Linked DNA regions of Sus scrofa: regions 1 and 3 are each linked to region 2. Evidence: chromatin contacts called from public Hi-C data. All regions are on one chromosome and are shown on one strand. The core of a region is the stretch at or near the end of the contact, and the rest is flanking DNA. Distances in the headings are between cores, read along the strand shown. Region 1 has its middle 330 kb from the start of MKI67. Region 2 holds the start of EBF3 (transcription factor COE3). Region 3 has its middle 370 kb from the start of MKI67.

Region 1 (4,296 bases), core at 1,787-4,286, 1.3 Mb after region 2:
GCCATCACTGACCACAGCTGCTCATACTGGTTTAAAAGCGACAGAGGATAGGAGGTAAATAACTTTGAAAGGCCACCACCAGCCACCCTCAGGGTTGGCCGAGCCAGTCTGTGATTCCTGCAAGGGGATGGAGTACTCAGGTCAGCTGGTTACCTGGGCACCTCACCCGAAACACATCAGTATAATCCAGCCTTTGTTCTGCAGCTAAACTTAATCTCCCATCCTGCATAGTAAACTTATTTGTAAATTCCTTTTTTTTTTTTTTTCCCCCATTCCTGGGTCCTTCTCTTAGAAGCCCATGGCAGGAATTATATTTTATACACAGTGAGTGATTTAGGTGGCATGAGAAAAAAAAAAAAAAAAAAAAAAAAAGCTTGAGGAAATACAGTATCCATGTTATTTTTTTTTCTTTTGCTCCTTTGAAGACCTAAAATAAGAAAAATCTGTCCTTTATGTCTTACGTCTTGACAGACAGAGGTGCAGACATTTAAATAATGTCTTTTTTTCCGTTGTGAATTTAGCACATAAGAGAAAGGCAAGGGCAAAAAAAAAAAAAAAAAAAAAGCCGTCTGAAAAAGGGATCTTGCAGAATTCAACTGAATGTCTAAAAGTGCATTGTTGGTAAACAGAATCCCCTTTGTGGAGTTTCTCGGCAGCCCTACCATGCACTAAACTATTTGGTAAAAGGAGCAAGCAGGATCCTATCTTCAGGACGGCAAGTGCAAGAAAAATCAAGCCCCGGCGACTCTTCGGTTTCCCAGGACTTTTGCACTAGAGGTTGGTGTCAAGTGAAAAATAGATAAAACAATAGCACAGCCATAGGGAGGCTTTATCCCTCAGCTGCATCATCTGGGAGTGTTTCAGGCCACGGCGAAAAATACACTCTGGTCTTGAGCTGACAACTCCGGTCATTTAGTTCTTAGAATGCAGATTTAAGGACGCAGGCGGAAGCACAGACAACGCTGCCTGCCGGCAAAGGTGTTTTTTTTTTTTTTTTTTTTTTTTTTTAGGGTTTGTGCGATTTGAGAGCCGTGGTGTGCAGACCAGGAGGGTTCCTTAAGGGCCACCAAGCACAGCCCTCTCTGCTGGGAGTGCAGCTGGAAAGCTCTGTGGCTCTGCAGTTAGGGCAGAATTCGAGATATCCCGTCCTTTTCTTCAACTCTTTGTACCAAATATACTCAAGAGTGAAAAATACAGGCCATGTCCTCACGTCTTTCCCAGGAATAGAAAATTAATTCTTTGCATATATACACATACAAACTGCAGCTCGAGACACTGGCCCTGCAAGATCCTGCGTCTGGATTTTGATAACTGGTCATGTATTCAAATTTCCATTTGAATATAAATCAAGAAGCACAGGGAAATAGAGAGTTTAAGGGAACTTGAGTCTTTGTTGTTGGTTTAAAGTTTTGTCTTTCTTTTTCCCCATTCTTACCCAAATAAAACTGCATTATGCTGAACCACACAGCCGCCGGTGTGGCCAGGGGCTGGCTATACCCTTGGAAAGCAAAACCCATGCAAGGGTATGGAGCACAGTACCTGTGACCTGCAGGCAGACTGCAGCAACACTGAGTATTTCAATGTCATTGTGACAGTGCCCTTTGCAACGTCTGACCTCCATTCAGAAAGCAGTCGGGGTAGTTTGTTCCAGGCATCTGCTGATGGACTTCCTGGTATTTTAAGGGATGCTTTTCACTGTGATTGCCTGGAAAGAACAAGATCCACTGCAGACACCTGACAGAGGGTGAGACATTTGCCACTGGACAAAGATAGAGTTTGAAGAATGGATTCCATATTTAATCTATTTTCTAAAGTCAGCAGGGACGTTAACAGGAAAGCTAAAACCGGAACTGACTCTATGAAGGGATTCCTCTTAAAATGGACGGGGTTTTCTGGGGGGAAACATATACCAAAAACAAACAATCAAAAAATCCTTTCCCTGTATTTCTCTTGGAATTGAACTGTGCACAGCCACGGGCAGCTCCGCATAGAAAGATTCATGTTTTGTCCTTGTGGACCACACCATTGGTCGATGGTGCTCAGAGCACACATACACCTGGTTCAAGGAGTCCTGCTCAGAAGATGTTTTTCATATGGGCAAAAATGCACATTAACCAAATTAGGTGATTTCACTTAAAAATGTGAGCCATCCTTCCCTTTCACATTCTAGCAACCTGAACATTTCTCAATCTGCAGCAAGGGCAGCGTTTCATAGCTGTGTTTATATTATGCTTAGCTGGCTGTTCTGCTCACGTAACTCACTTCATCCTTTAAAAAAAAAAAAAAGAAAAAAGAATTGCAGGAAAAAAATTAACATCTTTTTTTTTCTTGAACATTTTAAGGCAAGCACCTACCTTCTAATGGTAGAACTTTATTTTCTTCCTTATAGTAAATATATAGTACTGAAATTCCAAAGGTTTCTGCTGCATTTCATCTGTCACCTCAAGTCAAAACCATAGAGTTCAGCTATAAAAGAATATAATAAATTTAACCTGACCTAACTGGGGATTTTTAAGCAGCCAATTTTTCTTTTAATTGTATATCTGTGAGCTCCCTATGCCCACATATAAATAGTCTTTTTTTTTTTTTCCCCTTTTTTTTGGCCGGTTCTTTCTTGAGTTCAAACTTATGGACCTATGTAGGATTATTTCTGCTTAAACGAAAGTGTTTTCAAAAGATTTTAAGGCAAGATGCCATCTGGGGAGAAAATGCAATACTTAAGGAAACTTTGAAGGATGTAGTTTCACCTCGCCGCCCATCTCCTGCATTTTCGGGGGCACCCTGTTCTGGGCGGTAGGCGCCTGCCAGCCGGACTGTCCCTCTCCGAGGACCCAGGACCAGGCACCCTGGCCCCCAGCCCAGCCTGCTCGCTCTTTAGCGCTCATCGGGCTGGTATTTTCTACAGCGAAGTAAACTTCCGCACCCCGGTTCAAATGTAATCAATGTTTTGTTTTGCAGCCTTTGTAGATTGAGCCTTTGTTAGGCGAGCACGTCTTGTTTCCCCAACACCCGAGGAAATCCTCGGCGTCAGAGTGCCCCCAAAAGGCAGCCCGGGAAATGAGCAGGGGCGCGCTGACCTTTAGCGAGACAGCTAAGGTTATGCACATAACATTTGCTTGTTTACTTTGCAAAATAAGCAACGGAGTTGGAAACTCCGAGCGAGCTTCAGCCCGCGCCTCCGCTCACTTAAAAAACAACAACTCGGGGAACCGAGGCGGCCGATCTTCTCAGCTCCAGCGCGGAGCCCGGATCCGCTTTGCTCTGTATCTATCCTGATGCAACTTTAATAACGTTAGCCAAGACTGCTCAGAAAATCACAGCTGTAGCTGGAGGCAAAGAGAAAAAAAAAAAAAAGAGGAGGGAAAAAAATCCGCTAAAACGAGGTGCTGCTCCCCAGCCTCACCTAGGAGCCGGGTGGCGCGGGGCGCGCGGAGGCAGCGGCCACCGGATCGATGGCGCGGTGGGCTGATGGCCACGGGTCGTTTTGATGGATATGACTGTAAAAAAAAAAAAAGTCCAGATTGGTTCACAGTGGACCTCAAACCGTGTCAGCTAAAACCAAAGAGACAAAAAAGTGACAGCTGTGGAGAGTGCACTGCAGGCAGTCAGCGGCGCCTGTGATTTATTGTTCCATCTGCCTCGCCGCTGTGAGGACAAGTTCCCCCTGATTTGGTTAAAATGAAAAGGACCTCAGAGAGCGCAACGTGGGTTTTGAAAATGTGCAGAAACTTTTTTTTTTATTCCCTGATTTATGTCCCTTTCCCCCTCCAGAAAGTCTGCACCGCCCCCCACCCCTTTTGCCCTGGCAGCTCAAGGCAGCGGGGGCGGGGGTGGGGGGGGGAGATTGCATCCACCCTCGCCCCCACCCCACCCCGGGGCCGCCTGGATTTGGGGATCCGGGGCTTAGAGCCCCCATCGCAGCCGGGCGCGGGGGGGGGGCGCCACGCGCGGAGGGAGCGGAGGTGGTGGGCGCCTTGCGGGCCAGGCGGGGACCCCTGTGCTGAGCCCCGAAGATGGAGCAGGGACCTCGGCTGAGCACCCGTCCTGGCTGCAAACCACCGCCGCCCCCCCCCCCCCGTCCCGAAACCATTGTCCCCTGGAAGTTCAGCCCCCTGTCCTGGATTCTAATAAAAGTTTTATGCCGGTCAGCACATTTTCAGCCAATTTCCCATGAAGAGGCCTGTTGGTGTCGATGGTGCATGGAAAGTTCTGCTCCCTCCTGCCTCGGCGCGGGGCCTCTGGAGCCCTGACCCGGTGGCCAGCACTTCCTGGCTGGAGGTTTTTGGCCTCCCAGGT
Region 2 (3,775 bases), core at 388-2,887:
CTTGGCAGGGAAGTGCCGGGACAGCTCCCGGTCGTCCCCTGGGTCTCCGCTCCCTGTCGCTCAGTCGTCCTTAGGGCAGGCAGTGCGCCTGGGCGCCGCGTCCCCGCTGCGGGAGCCGGGCCTCCGGGCCCACAAGCAGTCCGCGCCCCGCTGCCCTCCCGATTCCTCGAAACCAGGTCTGGAAGCCGCGCGTCGCGCGCTCACCCGGGCCCGGCGGCACCGAGGGCAGGACCCGGGCGCCCGCGGCGTCCGCTCGGCTTTTAGAGCGGCTGGCGCCGGGGAGGTCTGGCCACCGCGCAGGGCGCGCAGCCGGACACCCGGCTCCAGGTCGCCGGAGAGGCCGGGCGCGCTTCCTGTCCGCCCAGAGAGCCCAGAGCCTTCTTTGTCACTCGCCGCGCCTAAGGACAGGCCAGGGGACCAGGTCTCCCGTGGCCACCGGGAAAGAGCAGCTGGCAGAGGCCGCCTCCGACGTGGGTCCCCAGCCCAACACTCAGTGGCCTCTGCCGGGGCGGAAAACACCGGCGCCGGGCGAGGCCCAGACTGGGGCAGATCGGCCCCCCCAGCAACCTCAGGTCTGCTTAGAAAGCAGGCTGAGCTGCGCGCCCCGCCTTGGCCGGGGAGCCCTGCCCCCCTCCGCCCCCGGCCCCCAGTGCGTCCCTTGCCCCTCCAGCTCCCTTCCTGCGGCCTGCTTGCCTCTGCCCACTTTTCCCTTTGGGCCTTCCCTAGGCGATCTGCGGCCCTTTGCATTTATTGCAAAGCATTTGGGCAACTGGGGGCGCCTCGGCATTTTCCCCCTTTCTCCCCGCCGTGTTTTGAGTGTGTGGCTGATTGCAGGAGGAGGCATTACGGGGACCAAGCTGCAAGTGTGCACTGGTTGTTTGTTTCATTTCAAGACTTATTTGGGCGAGTCGTAACTTCCTTGGCTGCGGGTGGGCGCGAGCAGCCGCGGCGCGTGGCTGGGGGCGGCGGCGGCGCTCGGTGGCGCTCGGCGGCGCTCGGCGGCGGCGGGGCTCGCGGGGCTCGCGGGGCTCGGGCCGGCTCGCGGCGCCGTCAGGCAGTCAGTCGGCGAGCGCGGCGGCGGCGGCGGCGGCGGCGGCGAGGGGCGCGGCGAGGGGCGGCCGCTCCCATATATGGCGCAGGCGCCGCCCCCCGACGTCACCCTCTGACAGCGCCGCTCCCGGGGGCTTCGAGTTTTGGCTCCCGGGAAAGGGTCCATTCCTCGGGGAGAGAGGGCTGAGTTTTGTGCGCCTCCGTCCGCTGCGCGCGCCGCTCCAGGCCCCGCCGCGCCCCGCCTGCGCCCGGGACTGCGCCGCGGCACTCACTGCCCCGTTTATTTGTCTTTGGAGCAGGCGGGCCGCGCCAGAAGCGGGCGATCCCGCAGTGTCCTGCAGCCGCGGACGCCGCCTGGCTAGGATGACACCACGTTGAGCGCGCCTGCAAACAACAACAACAACAACCGCCGCCGCGGCCACCGCGTCCTGCTCCTCCGAAGCGCCGCCGCCGCCGCCGCCGCCGGTGTAGCAGCCTCCGCGCCCCCGGCCGTCCGGAGCGCCCAGCCGCCGGTGTATGTCGCGCCTGCCCGGGACGGGCTGAAGCCGGCGGCGGGCCGGACCGCAGGCGCCGAGCAGGGCGAGCGCGGCCAGGGCAGCCGCCTGCCGCCGAGCCCCGAGCGCCGCTGCTCGCGGAAGCGCTGTCGGCCGGGAGCTGCGGCCGCCGCCACCAGTTTTCATGTTTGGGATTCAGGAGAATATTCCGCGCGGGGGGACGACCATGAAGGAGGAGCCGCTGGGCAGCGGCATGAACCCGGTGCGCTCGTGGATGCACACGGCGGGGGTGGTGGACGCCAACACGGCCGCCCAGAGGTACGTACCGGCCGCCCCCGCGCGCCCCGGCCCCACCGGGTCCCCGCAGCCGGCCGGCGCCGCGCTCCTCACCGGGCCGCTGTCTCTTTCCTCCCGCAGCGGCGTGGGGCTGGCGCGGGCGCACTTCGAGAAGCAGCCGCCTTCCAACCTCCGGAAATCCAATTTCTTCCACTTCGTGCTGGCGCTCTACGACAGGCAGGGGCAGCCGGTGGAGATTGAAAGGACCGCTTTTGTGGACTTTGTGGAGAAAGAGAAAGTAAGTGCAAACATACAATCACACCCTCCATCTTTCTAGAAGTGGGAGGCAGGCGGTGCCCAAGCGCGGTGGCCCGGAGTGCCCCCCTCGGCGGCGGGGACCGCTCCGCCAGGCGCCCCCGCCGCCGCCGCCACGTGCGGCCGCCGGGGCCCGCCGAGGGCCGGGCAACTTCTCTGCGCCCCCGGACCTACTCCGGGCGAGGAGAACGCTGGGCTTCCAGCAGGAAAGTGACATCACCGCGCTGCTCCGAGCTAGGATTCCTGCCATGTGTGAGGCCAAGGGGCCTCGGTCGTGGACGGGGACCGAGTGCGGTGGCCGCGCCGGACACCGATCGCACTAAATGCAATTATTTCTCGTTACTTTCAGGAGCCCAACAACGAGAAAACCAACAACGGCATCCACTATAAACTCCAGCTGCTGTACAGCAACGGTAAGTGCCTGCTGCCGCCACTGCCTGCCCGCCCCGCCGGGCTCGCTCTCCTTCTCCGAGGTGGTTAAAGGACATAAAGATTTTGAGATTAAAATGACATGGATGTAAACACGACATCTTCTCATGGCATAGAAGGAAAACAAAACATAAACGATCAATAAGTCGATGGCACTTCACATGATTAACCGGTCGGGCTTGAAGTGGAAAGTAAAAAGGGGATCGATCGGGGCGCCAGCAGAACATCACTTTTAAGTGACTTTTTTCAATTTTGCAAATTAATGTTAATTATTGAGATGGGGGTAGCTCTGTAAACCGAGCATAACTTACTTCCTGTGCACGAGTTTCTAAAAAATCCTCGAGAGACATTAGAAAGAGTTCAGACTCCCACTTAGTTTCCATTTGCTGCTTTCTGTTTCTTAAAAATAAATCAGCCCTTGGGCCCACCCAGGGCAGCAACCAGGCCTGCTCTCAGCCACCTAAATTTCTTGCATCTTTACATGCAAACCCTGAGAGTCTGGAGGTTCTTAAGAAGAAGAAGAAGAAGAAAAAAAAAATCAAATGAGAAGCGATTGGGCTTCTCTTTCCTGCCTTTTAAAGGGCTTGCCTAAGTTTTGCTGCATCACGGTGGCAGCAGTCCTGAGTTACCGACTTCCTGTGCCCCCGTTTGCCCTTGCTAAAATCCTGATGAGAATTTGTCCCTGTTTCTTGCAGGAGTCAGAACGGAGCAGGATCTGTATGTTCGGCTCATAGATTCAATGACCAAACAGGTGAGAAAGTTTAAGCCTCTACACACCAGTTTTCACTGCTCAGCTGGGGTTGTCCTGGGTTTCGGAGGCCAGGGGACTGACAAATGGGTCTGCTGTATTTGTTTTCCATTTAGTTTCCTTGACATGCTAATGAGAATTCCATATTTATTGGAATAAATGAAGCGATTGGTAAAATAGTTTATGTTGTCATTAGAACAGGACATAGATGCTTTATTAAATGGCTTGTGATTGGAATCAAATTCTGTCTTAATTAATTATGGTAATTAATATTTGACAGAAAATTGCCACGATCTCTCCCCCCTCCCCCACCCTTATATATTTTTAAATGTTTCTCTCTCTGCTTGGAATCATTTCATTGATTTTTTTTTTCCCCATAACAAAGGCAACTAACTCCTTTCCAAAGCTCATTGAGTTGGACTTGATGAGTTGATTTTTTCCTCCTCTCCAGTGTGATGGTCTG
Region 3 (4,220 bases), core at 632-3,131, 1.3 Mb after region 2:
TTTTACATTTAATAAAAATAAGTATAACATAAAACTTGCCAAATTAACCTTTTTTTGGGCCTCCCCTGAGGTGCCCAGGGCAGGGATGAAACCCAAGGCACAGCAGTGGCAATGCCAGATCCTTAATCTCCTGCACTACCAGGAAAGGATCTGGTGTTGCCGTGAGCCGTGGTGTAGGTCACAGACGTGGTTTGGATCTGGCGTTGCTGTGGCTGTGGTGTAGGCCAAATTAACCATTTCCAGCGTTCAATGCATGGCATTAATTACAGGCTCAGTGTTGGGCAACCATCACCATCATTAATCGCCGAAATATTTCCACTCTCCCAAACAGAAACTGTAAGGGTTAAGAAATAATCCCTGGTTCCCTCCACCACCCCCACCCCCCAGCCCCTGGCAGCCTCCAATCTCCTTCCTGTCTCTGTGAATCCTGGGCACGCATGTCTCCTTCCAGAGTTTTCGGGTCAAAGAGAGGGAGGGAAGGTAGCTGAGAGGGCGGCCGTCATGGGCGCGAGTGGGGGAAGACGGGAGAAAGAGAATGAAGCCCAGGGTCCAGGAGCACTTGGGGCCCCTGAGGAAGGGGCGGTCCAGGACCAACACGGGGCAAAAAGGTGTACAAAGACTCCCCACCTCAAAGCCTGGCTGGGGTCCAGCGGGACGGAGGAAGGAGGCAGTTCTCAGAAATGTGCATCTCGATAGGACCACAGTGGGACCTTTGAGTCATGCATCATCCAAGCCTCCAGACAGAGCCACCGAGCAGCGACCGCCCGCCGGGCAGTGGACGGCCAGACATGGAGAAGACGTGAGGCTGCCCGCAGCAGGTGTCCCCCAAGCCTGATCTCCAGCTCCTGGCTGGAGAAAATCTTCTCTGGATACCAGGCAACTGTCTGACGGGCGAGTCCTTCAGTGGGTGTCGCGGAGCTTCGTGTAATTCTGCGTCGGAGACCCCAGTTCTCAAAGCAAATGAGGACAGTTTCTCAATAAAGACGGGTGCATGAATGGATTTCCTGCAAGTGCACAGGGAGAATCCGGGCAGGCAAGCCCCCAAGGCCCCCCGGGGTCCGTGGCCGGTCAGCACCTGCATGACCTCTCTCAGCTTGGAAGCACCTGAGCCCTTCCCGCCCTGGGGAAGGGCCCCCCATGAAGTTAGGTGACACTTTCCAAGCCAAGTAGGTTTTCTGCTGGGCTCTGTATCGTGAAGCTGGATGTGTGAGAAAAGGGCTATAACACGTCTTATTTTAAAACTACATCTGACCCATTCAAGGGTCCCCAGTGTCCCTTAAAATGCTCACCTCCTGAGGAAGAACTTAATGAAAGTCGGTCATAAATCACTGCATGTAACAGTTACATCTGTTGACTCTGCACCTGACTTAAAACTGTTGTTGACCTCGGCTGACATGAGCTGAGTGGGTGGGGCTTACCGAGGGACACGCGGGGTGCCGGCCCACTGCCCCCACCCCCGCCCTGGGGGACCCCCGCCAGGTCTGCGGGGGAAGGTGAGATCGGCCCTCCTAGCAAACCTCAGATCCGAGGCTGCAAGGGCTCCTTCCCCAAGGACAGGATGGAATGAACTCCAAGGAGCCAAGCCAGATGGCGGCTTCCCATTTGCAACAGCGACCCCAAGGCAGGAAGGAGGCTTCAGAGAGACAAAGGAGAGCGAGCATTCCAGGCGTTTCCGTAGAAGTTCGGAAAAGGCGGGGATACCTCTCAAGTTTTAATTCTCCCGGTAAATTCTCCCGGTGGTTTTTCTGAAGAGAGTCCTTCAGAGGTGAAAACACAGCGGGGTTGCCTCGGAAAGGGAGGAAGGGCCATGAGGGACAGTGCCAGGGCGACTTGCTTTGTTGGTCAATTCACCCCTCCAGGGAGGAGCCACTAGGCGGCCCCGAAGGCCAGGTCCTCCGGGCGGGCTCTCCAGCCGTCCTCCTGCTCCGGGAGGGGAGCCTGCCCATCAGTACCGAGAAAATCTCCCTCGTGTCTGGAATGGAACATTCCTTCGATGACAAAACGAAAGCAAAAATGACTTCCGGACCTCATAGTTCTGGTCTAAAAAAAGGCTCTTTGGGGGAGTCATTTCAAGCCTATTTTTCATTTGAAATCTGAAGGATTCTACTTTGAATCCTACTCTGAAGGGGGAAAAAAAAAAAAGGCCATCCAGCCTTATCGCCGCGGCTTACAGGAGGTTTCCTGGATGTCGGCGGCAGAGGTCAAGCCCCATCCTCTCGGGGAAAGATGAGCCCAATGCTGGGTGAATTTTCATTTTTCATAATTTTAAGGCCTTTCATTGAAAACGACCCGCCACCAGCCCCACTGACAACAGGAGTTCATGCTCCGACGTTGGGAGCCTCTCTGAGCTGAGGTTTTCTTCCCCAGTAAAGGCTGATCCACAAGCTCCCCTTTGCAAAGAGAGGGCCCCCCCGTGGGCCGATGGATTTGCAAAATGCAGGATTGAAGGGAAGGGACCAGTCTCCTCCTAGGCCTTCCCAGGGCCCCCCGCCCCCCGCACCCACATGCCCGCTCAGCCTTGGAGGGAGAGCTGGGTGGGCGGGGACCTGGGGGCGTCTGTCCTCAGACCCCACACCAACCATCACAGACCCGCAGCAGGAGCCTTTGCTTCTGCGCATCTGAAATCAGGCATCTGAGGGCAGCGTGTCAGAGGGCGCTTCTCTGAACAGTAAAGTGTCACCCTTTTTACAGCCAGAAAGTGTGAGACAACTGTGTCTGTCGTGAGTGGGGCCGCCAGTTAATTTGCACTGGCTTTCTATCAGCATCAAGCCTTCTCATTTTCACACTTCCCGGCTATTAAAGATATGCTCTAGGGCAGAAGGTAAAAACCTGACACGGGCACTCCAAAACGTGGCATCAGCGGCTGAGAAAGCGTCCTGTGTTTATCAGTCGGGTGCGCTAAGAAGAGATTCTGTTGCAAAGAAGGATGTATTCACGATCCTGGAATAAATTACTCCACGGCTGTGCTTATATTCAATTTAGTGACTCACCCTCATACCAACTCTGAGAGCAGAGCAGAAAAACATCATCGAAATTCAGACGAGAGGCCAAAAGGAGGGGCGAGAAAGAAATGGAAGAATACATCAACAAGGGAAGTTGGGAGCCCCGGGAAAAAGAGTTCAGTGCTGTCTTCAAGAAATCGTTTTAAGTCAAAGTAATGTTATTTATTCTACCATTTTCAAATAAGAAGCCCCATCTAGGAATCAAAGATTTTTTTTTTTTTTCTTGGTGTGTCCACTCGGGAGAATATTTTCAAGATAGCACCATGTCTAAGGTTCTATTTTAAAAATGCAAATGTGCACATCTAAATAACACCCTGCTGTTCATTAAAAAATAAATCACAGCCAGCTGCTGATCGGTACCCATATCAGGTCTGGCAAAACTTTACTTGAGACCCCAGGAAAAAAAACCAAAAAAAAAAAAAAACTTCCTCATGCCTTGATATGATCTGTAGAATACATACAGCATTCACTTAAAGCCATCTGTACCAACATGAAAATGTAACTCTCTAGGAAGGGAATTCATCAATGCTGGTATTAAAATTAGAATTCAATGTCAGAGATAAAGATTAATACTCTCAAAAATAATCAAAACTAAACAGAAATTCCTAGAGGAGGGATGCTTATTTCCTGGCTCTTCAAGACGCGATGAGATTTGGGGGAAAATAGGACCTTTCACAAAGTGATTATTATACCAGGGCCGTAACATTTTACTAACACGAATTCATAAGGTGACCCCGGAGATCCAGAGGAAAACACAATTTTATAATGGGCTTAAACAGGCAGAAAGCGGCGGCGTCCACGCTGCCTGGCCAAACAGCTTCCCGGTGGTTGTGGGAGCTTTCTGTTTCAGGGCTGTCTCCCAGGATGGCCTCGGACCCCAGTCCCTTTAAGGCTGAAATGCCAGCGGTCGCCACCACAAATCGTGTCGCGGTCTGGATGGAGGAGCTGATGTTCGGGCCCCTGCACCACTGTCTTGGGGTCTACACTGACTCTCTCAGGCCTCCTCCCCCTCCGTAGAAAGGAGGTAAATGAAACCGATTACGAACGAGGCAGGAGTGGAAAGCCTTTGCCAAGCGGCAGTGCCAGCCTCCCCAAGCCTTTGCCGGCTGCCTTCCCGAGGTGGGCTGCGGCCGACCGGCTCCTTCTCGGCCCCTGCCGCTTCAGAATGTGTCTGGAAACGGCTTTGCAGATGGCCTCGTAGGTTTTACAGGAAATATT

What was found. Hi-C and Micro-C count contacts between places; a contact is called where the count stands out from the background.
Region 1: a Hi-C map of skeletal muscle shows a contact between it and region 2, with 6 times the contacts expected there. The contact joins the enhancer-like site here to the promoter of EBF3 in region 2. A contact is called at or near these places in 11 of 47 Hi-C or Micro-C datasets (brain, embryonic fibroblasts, fetal heart ventricle and 7 more) and 1 of 2 datasets of contacts at active chromatin or transcription factors (skeletal muscle).
Region 3: a Hi-C map of skeletal muscle shows a contact between it and region 2, with 10 times the contacts expected there. The contact joins the enhancer-like site here to the promoter of EBF3 in region 2. A contact is called at or near these places in 5 of 47 Hi-C or Micro-C datasets (embryonic fibroblasts, heart right ventricle and skeletal muscle) and 1 of 2 datasets of contacts at active chromatin or transcription factors (skeletal muscle).

The regions. Positions count from the first base shown.
Region 1 is chr14:137,628,976-137,633,271 of Sscrofa11.1, reverse strand. No RefSeq gene overlaps it. Among named protein-coding and RNA genes, the nearest start is that of MKI67, 330 kb to the right of the region's middle. Within about 2 kb of position 3,036, at least 14 of the 83 cell types and tissues checked have an H3K27ac peak or open chromatin away from gene starts, as enhancers often do. A contact at or near this core is called in fetal skeletal muscle, skeletal muscle and subcutaneous adipose tissue, where this site is marked.
Region 2 is chr14:138,933,366-138,937,140 of Sscrofa11.1, reverse strand. It overlaps EBF3 (transcription factor COE3), which reads left to right and starts at 1,637. Exons shown (of 17, transcript XM_021073765.1): 1 at 1,637-1,862; 2 at 1,962-2,118; 3 at 2,485-2,548; 4 at 3,260-3,315. The coding sequence starts at 1,729. LOC110256833 (elastin-like) reads left to right here. Exons shown (of 2, transcript XM_021073768.1): 2 at 1,350-1,437. The coding sequence ends at 1,412.
Region 3 is chr14:137,661,477-137,665,696 of Sscrofa11.1, reverse strand. No RefSeq gene overlaps it. Among named protein-coding and RNA genes, the nearest start is that of MKI67, 370 kb to the right of the region's middle. Within about 2 kb of position 1,881, at least 26 of the 83 cell types and tissues checked have an H3K27ac peak or open chromatin away from gene starts, as enhancers often do. A contact at or near this core is called in embryonic fibroblasts and skeletal muscle, where this site is marked.